Linked DNA regions of Sus scrofa: region 1 is linked to region 2. A link is a contact called in public HiChIP or PLAC-seq data. All regions are on one chromosome and are shown on one strand. Each heading gives the region's core, a stretch centred on a gene start, on an enhancer-like site or on the middle of the called end of the contact. The rest is flanking DNA. Distances are from core to core; before and after follow the strand shown. Region 1 overlaps SLC26A8 (testis anion transporter 1). Region 2 holds the start of SRPK1 (SRSF protein kinase 1).

Region 1 (2,801 bases), core at 15-2,514, 44 kb before region 2:
AGTGGGCTAAGGATCTGGCATTGCCCTGAGCTGTGGTGTAGGTCGCAGACGTGGCTCAGATCTGGCAATGCTGTGGTCGTGGCTGTGGCTGGCAGCAACAGCTCCAGTTAGACCCCTAGCCTAGAAACCTCTATATGCCTCAGGTGCGGCCCTAAAAGGACAAAAGACAAAACGAACAAACAAAAAACATGGAAAGTAAAGTGTCATGGAATTCCCTGGGGGCCTAGAGGTTAAGGATCCAGCATTGCCACTGCTGTGGCTCTAGCTTGATCCCTGGCCAATGGGTGCAGCAAAACAAACAAACAAACAAAAAAACAGTAAAGTGTCAGAAGAATGGACACTAAACTTGAATGAAGAAGGGAGGGAGGAGGGACTGGGAGGGACTGGGAGTTTGGGGTTAGTAGATGCAAACTATTACATTTAGAATGAATAAGCAGTGAGGTCCTGCTATATAGCACAGGGAACTATATCCAATCTCCTGGGATAGACCATGATGAAAAAGAAAATTTTAGAAAATGTGTAAAAAAAACTTGAGGCGTTCCCATCTTGGCTCAGCAGTAATGACTGCTCAGTAGGTTAAGGATCCGGTGTTGCCGTGAGCTGCAGTGTAGATAGGATCTGGAGTTGCTGTGGCTGTGGTGTAGGCCAGCAGCTACAGCTCTGATGTCGCCCCCTGGCCTGGGAACTTCATATACTTCTAGGATGGCCCTTAAAAAACAAACAAACAAAAACTTGAATACGGAAAGATAAGGTGTTAAAACTCCTGGGTAAATATAAGTGAAATACATTAGGCGAGAGCTAATAGAGGTCAGAATATTAGGCAGGGTGAGAGCATGGGTCTAGAGTAAGACCATGGGTCTAGAGTAAGACCATATCGTATCATTTTATGTGAACTGAGTTTTGTTGTCATAGAGCTTCTGCCAGACACTCTTTGACTTTTAAGATGTAGCTCTTTTGTACTATGTGGCAAAAAGAAGGAAGATGAGCTATATTAAAAGAAAGATGTTCTATGCAAGTGTGAAGAAACTCTGAAATCAAAATGTGATTTTTGTGGTAAGAAGAAATGTGATAAGAACTATTCCAGACACTAGTTCCCACTAACTTTTGACAACATACTTTATTTAGTATATAAGCTTGACAAATCTGGGGAGAAAAGATACACAAGGTTGGGAGTTCCCCTGGCTTCATTCAGTGGGTTAAGGATACGGCATTGCCACAAGCTGTGGCATAGGTCACAGATATGACTCAGATCTGGTGTTGCTGTGACTGTGGTGTAGCTCTGGAGCTGCAATTCTTGTTTGACCCCTAGCCTGGGAACTTCCATATGCCATGGGTGCAGCCATCAAAACAAAACAAAACAAAACGAGTTATTATTATTGTAATTTTTTTTTTTTTTGGTCTTTTTGCTATTTCTTTTGCTATTTCCCACGACGGGAACTCCCAAAACAAGTTATTATTAAAAAAAAAAAAAAAAAAAAAGACAGAGAGAGAGGAGTTCCCATTGTCACTCAGTGGTTAACTAACCTGACTAGCATCCATGAGGATGCGGGTTCAATCCCTGGCCTCACTCAGTGGGTTAACAATCCAGCGGTGTCATGAGCTGTAGTGAAGGTCAAAGACTCGGCTTGAATCCTGCATTACTGTGACTGAGGTGTAGGCTGGTGGCTACAGCTGTGATTGGACCCCTAGCTGCAGGCATGGCCCTAAAAAGACATAAATAAATAAATAGGAAAGAAAAGAGAATAAATAAATTATAAAAGAAAGAGGAGTTCCCTGGTAGCTCAGCAGGTTAAAGATCTGGTGTTGTCACTGCCATGCCTCAGATCACTGCTGTGGCGCAGTTCGATTTCCGCCCTGGGAATGTTCGATTTCCGGCCTGGCATGGCCCAAAAAATAAAAACTAAAAGAAAGAAATGAGTTGTGTTCTTTTTAAAGGAAGTAGATAGGGCAGTAGAGAGAGCCTGGATTTTGGAGTCAACCAGTCAAGTGGATTTAAACCTGACTCAGTGGTTCCTAGATGTGACCTTGAGCAGGTTACTTTCACTTTCTGAGGCTCTAGTACTCATCTGTAAAATGGGTATAAGGATAACCTCTTTTTTTTGGCCACACCTGTGGCATATGGAAGTTCCCAGGCTAGGGATTGAATCTGAGCTGCAGCTGTGACCTATGCCACAGCAATGGCAGATCTTTAACCCACTTCGCCAGGCTGGTGATTGAGTCTGTGCCTCAGCAGCAACCCAAGCTGCTGCAGAGACAACACCTAATCCTTAAAACCTGCTGTGCCACAGGATAACCTTTCAGTTGTGAGAATTAAACTGGATGATAATAGGGCCCATCATAGTGCCTGTCACTTAAGATGTTCAAAAATCAGAGCTTCTACCCAGGTTCCTAGTGCCCCTGCTGGTGCTTGGTTATCTACTCTCCACTACTTGTGGAGCAGTTGGTGTCTGAGAGTCTGCATGTTGACAGTGCCTGTGGTTTACAGGAACTCACATTGCCCTGAACCCCCAGAAAGAAGGTAGAGTCATAGCGGTTAACCAACCCGACTAGGATCCATGAGGATGCAGGTTCGATCCCTGGCCTCACTCAGTGGGTAAGGATTTGGCATTGCTGTGAGCTGTGGTGTAGGTCGCAGACATGGCTTGGATCCTGCGTTGTCGTGGCTGTGGTGTAAGCTGGCAGCTACAGCTCCGATTTGACCTCTAGCCTGGGAACTTCCATATGCTGCAGGTGCTGCCCTAAAAAACAAAAAACCAAAAAACCAAAAAAAAAAAAAAGAGAGAGAGAGAGAAGGTACAGTC
Region 2 (2,952 bases), core at 25-2,524:
ATCCGGCGTTGCCATGAGCTGTGGTGTAGGTTGCAGACGCGGCTCAGATCCTGCGTTGCTGTGGCTCTGGCATAGGCTGGTGGCTACAGCTCCTGTTTGACCCCTAGCCTGGGAACCTCCATATGCCGCGGGAGCGGCTCAAGAAATGCAAAAAAAAAAAAAAAAAAAAAAGATCAACAGAAGAATAGTTGATGATTCATGAAAATTACATGAAATTCAAATTTCAAGGATAATAAATAAGGTATTCGGAGAACACTGACAGCTTCTGAGTTCCACTTGCAGAGCTGAATTGCTAAGAAACTTTACGACCCACAAGCTTTAATATTTACTATATGGCCCCTTACAGAAAAACTTTGTTAATACTACTTTACAACAAGGATTTGATAATTCAATCAATGCTTCAGGACACCAAAATTCTGAGTACATATCGCCTCCAAGTTTTTGTTTCTACAGTGGAAGTAATAACTATCTTGCCTTTAAGCTGTCATGAACATCAAATGTATTATCAAAGATAATGCACTTAGAAAAGTATAAAAATATTCTTTAAAAAAAGACAAGTGCATTTATCTGTGGAAAGATGATGAAGTGCTAAATTAAGAAAACACTATAAGTTTTTATTCTCCCGCTTCCTTTAATACCTTCATTTAAACCTGAAATTTTAAAAGAAAACTCACTTTTCGACTTTTTTTTTTTTGATACGATAACATCACAGGTTCCTTCCAGTCTTTTTTTGTGTGTTGCTCCCACTTCCTTTTCTTTCTCCCATTTTTTTTCCCGTCTTTTCTAGGGCCACACCCACGGCATATGGAGGTTCCCAGGCTAGGGATAGGAACTGTAGCCGCCAGCCTACGCCACAGCCACAGCAACGCCAGATCCCAGCCGCATCTGCGACCTACACCACAGTTCAGGGCAACGCCGGATCCTTAACCCACTGAGCAAGGTCATGGATCTAACCGAAAGCTCATGGTTCCTAGGCGGATTCCTTAACCACTGAGCCACCTCGGGAACTCCAAAAAAATTTTTTTAATAAATTTTATTGGTGTATAGGCGACTTACAATGCTGTGTTAGTTTCAGGTGTACAGCAAAGTGAATCAGCCATACATGTACATATACACCCATTTTCTTAATATAGTATCTCATTTGGCCCTCAGAAGAACTCTCTGGACTAACTAGGACACACCTGGGACTATTCCATTTTACAGACCAGGAAACGGAGGCAGTTTACAGTTGGCTGCGGAGCTCTGACTCAGCACGCAGGGAACCCTCAATGGCCACGCTCTTCGCCATTCCTCAGAAGCAACCGCTCGAAAATAGAACAAAGCTGATCTTCCCAAGCTTCCAAGTTTGGTTCTCAAACACCCCGGGAACATTCACCCGAGGCGTTCTTTCCTCCCCTTCCTCCCCTATTCTCTACGCCCCCCCCCCCGTCTCGGGAGCAGGTGGTAGGCTCCGCGCTCAACGCGCAGGCGCGCGCCGTCGTGGGCGGGGGCGGGGCGGGAACTGGGGGGCGGGGTGTGCGCGGGCTTGGTTTGGGGCCGCGGCGGGAGCGGGAGTCACCGCCACTCCAGTGCGCAGGCGCCTGGCGGTTACCGGTCTCGCCATGGAGCGGAAAGGTGAGCGGTGGAGCGGCCTCCGCCACGAGGGGCAGCGGCCGCCGGGGCGAGGCCCGGGTCAACGCCGGGAATTTGGCCTAACCGCCGCCGTCCGGTCCCCGGGTGTGCGGCGGTCCTCCGCCGAGGTGGCGCCGCCCCGCAACCCCCGCCTTTGGGCTGCGGGTCCGCGCCCCTCAGCCCGGGCGTCCTTCCGCGCCGGCAGGCATCGCCCCTTGTTCCTTGCCCCGCCGGCCCACGCCTCGCGGCCACTCCAGGGCCCGGCCCTCGGCGACCGAGGCCGACCCCCGCCAGCCAGCCCCTTGACACGGCCCGAGCCCCCTCGGGCGCGCCTCGCCTGGACGCTTCTCTGCGCGGGGTGGGCCCCCAGCCCCCTGAGCGGCCGCCCGGCCGACTTCGCGGCACTCGCCCCGGAGCTGATCCTCAGGCAGGCCCCGCATCCGGGCCTCGAGCCCCAGCTGGGTCTCCACCCTTACCTTGGCCGCCTCCTTTCCTCCCCACTCGCCCTTCATCCATCCCTCTCTCCTGCAGTGCTTGCGCTCCAGGCCCGAAAGAAAAGGACCAAGGCCAAGAAGGACAAAGCCCAAAGGAAGTGAGTCTCGAACCCCAACGTCCCATTCTTTGGGTCCCCCCCCCTCCGGCACCTCTTCTCCTCCGGTTTCACGCCTTGAACATGCAGCGGGTGTGGGGACCCTGCGGCCCCAGCCACATGGCCTCGAGGCGGCTGAAGGAGGGTCGCCCCCCCCCCCAACCATGTGGAACGGAGCTTCTGTTGCTGAAGGCCAGGTCTGGGTCTGAGCAGCCCCACGCCTGCAGGAAAGGGCTTTTGGGGGAGGACCAGAGCCCGACCTGTCCATTTACCTTCCCAACGCCAGAGAGGAGGCCCAAGATCCCCGAATTTGGGCCTCCCCACGGAGGTGGTAGATCATTATCAGCTTGTGAACTCTGCTCCCTTTTCCACACCTGCTTCCCAGCGTCTTCACTTGCCTGCTACATCTGAGGTTAGGCAGTCAGGGAATTCGTGAATGAATGTTCCGTAATTTGGTCTGCTTTTTATAGGAGAGGGCATGGAGCTTCCCCTCGGGTCAGGCAACTTGCTGAGCCTGCCAGGCGCATCGCTTTCCTTGCCGAGTGCAGGCAGACCACTGGGTCTCTTCTTCCTGAACCTCAAGTCCTCGCCCTGAATGCACATACCTTCTGTAGTGGGCATCACAGAGGTGCCAGGGAGGTTCTTTAGTCAGCGCTGTTGGTGATTACGGTTTGGTGTATGTCCGTTTTTATCAGCAGGATGCATAATCGTGGTTTAGTGCTATTGTGGGAAACACAAAAGTTGGCCAGAGC

The links. HiChIP or PLAC-seq counts read pairs in DNA pulled down with a chosen protein or histone mark.
Region 1: an H3K27ac HiChIP or PLAC-seq map of alveolar macrophages shows a contact between it and region 2. The contact joins the enhancer-like site here to the promoter of SRPK1 in region 2. A contact is called at or near these places in 1 of 5 promoter capture datasets (liver), 6 of 47 Hi-C or Micro-C datasets (adipocytes, blood, embryonic fibroblasts and 1 more) and 1 of 2 datasets of contacts at active chromatin or transcription factors (alveolar macrophages).

Annotation. Positions count from the first base shown.
Region 1 is chr7:31,743,759-31,746,559 of Sscrofa11.1, reverse strand. The region is part of intron 11 of SLC26A8 (testis anion transporter 1); the gene reads left to right. Among named protein-coding and RNA genes, the nearest start is that of SRPK1, 44 kb to the right of the region's middle. Within about 2 kb of position 1,264, at least 1 of the 83 cell types and tissues checked has an H3K27ac peak or open chromatin away from gene starts, as enhancers often do. A contact at or near this core is called in alveolar macrophages, where this site is marked.
Region 2 is chr7:31,699,627-31,702,578 of Sscrofa11.1, reverse strand. It overlaps SRPK1 (SRSF protein kinase 1), which reads left to right and starts at 1,274. Exons shown (of 16, transcript NM_001144113.1): 1 at 1,274-1,614; 2 at 2,143-2,203. The coding sequence starts at 1,602.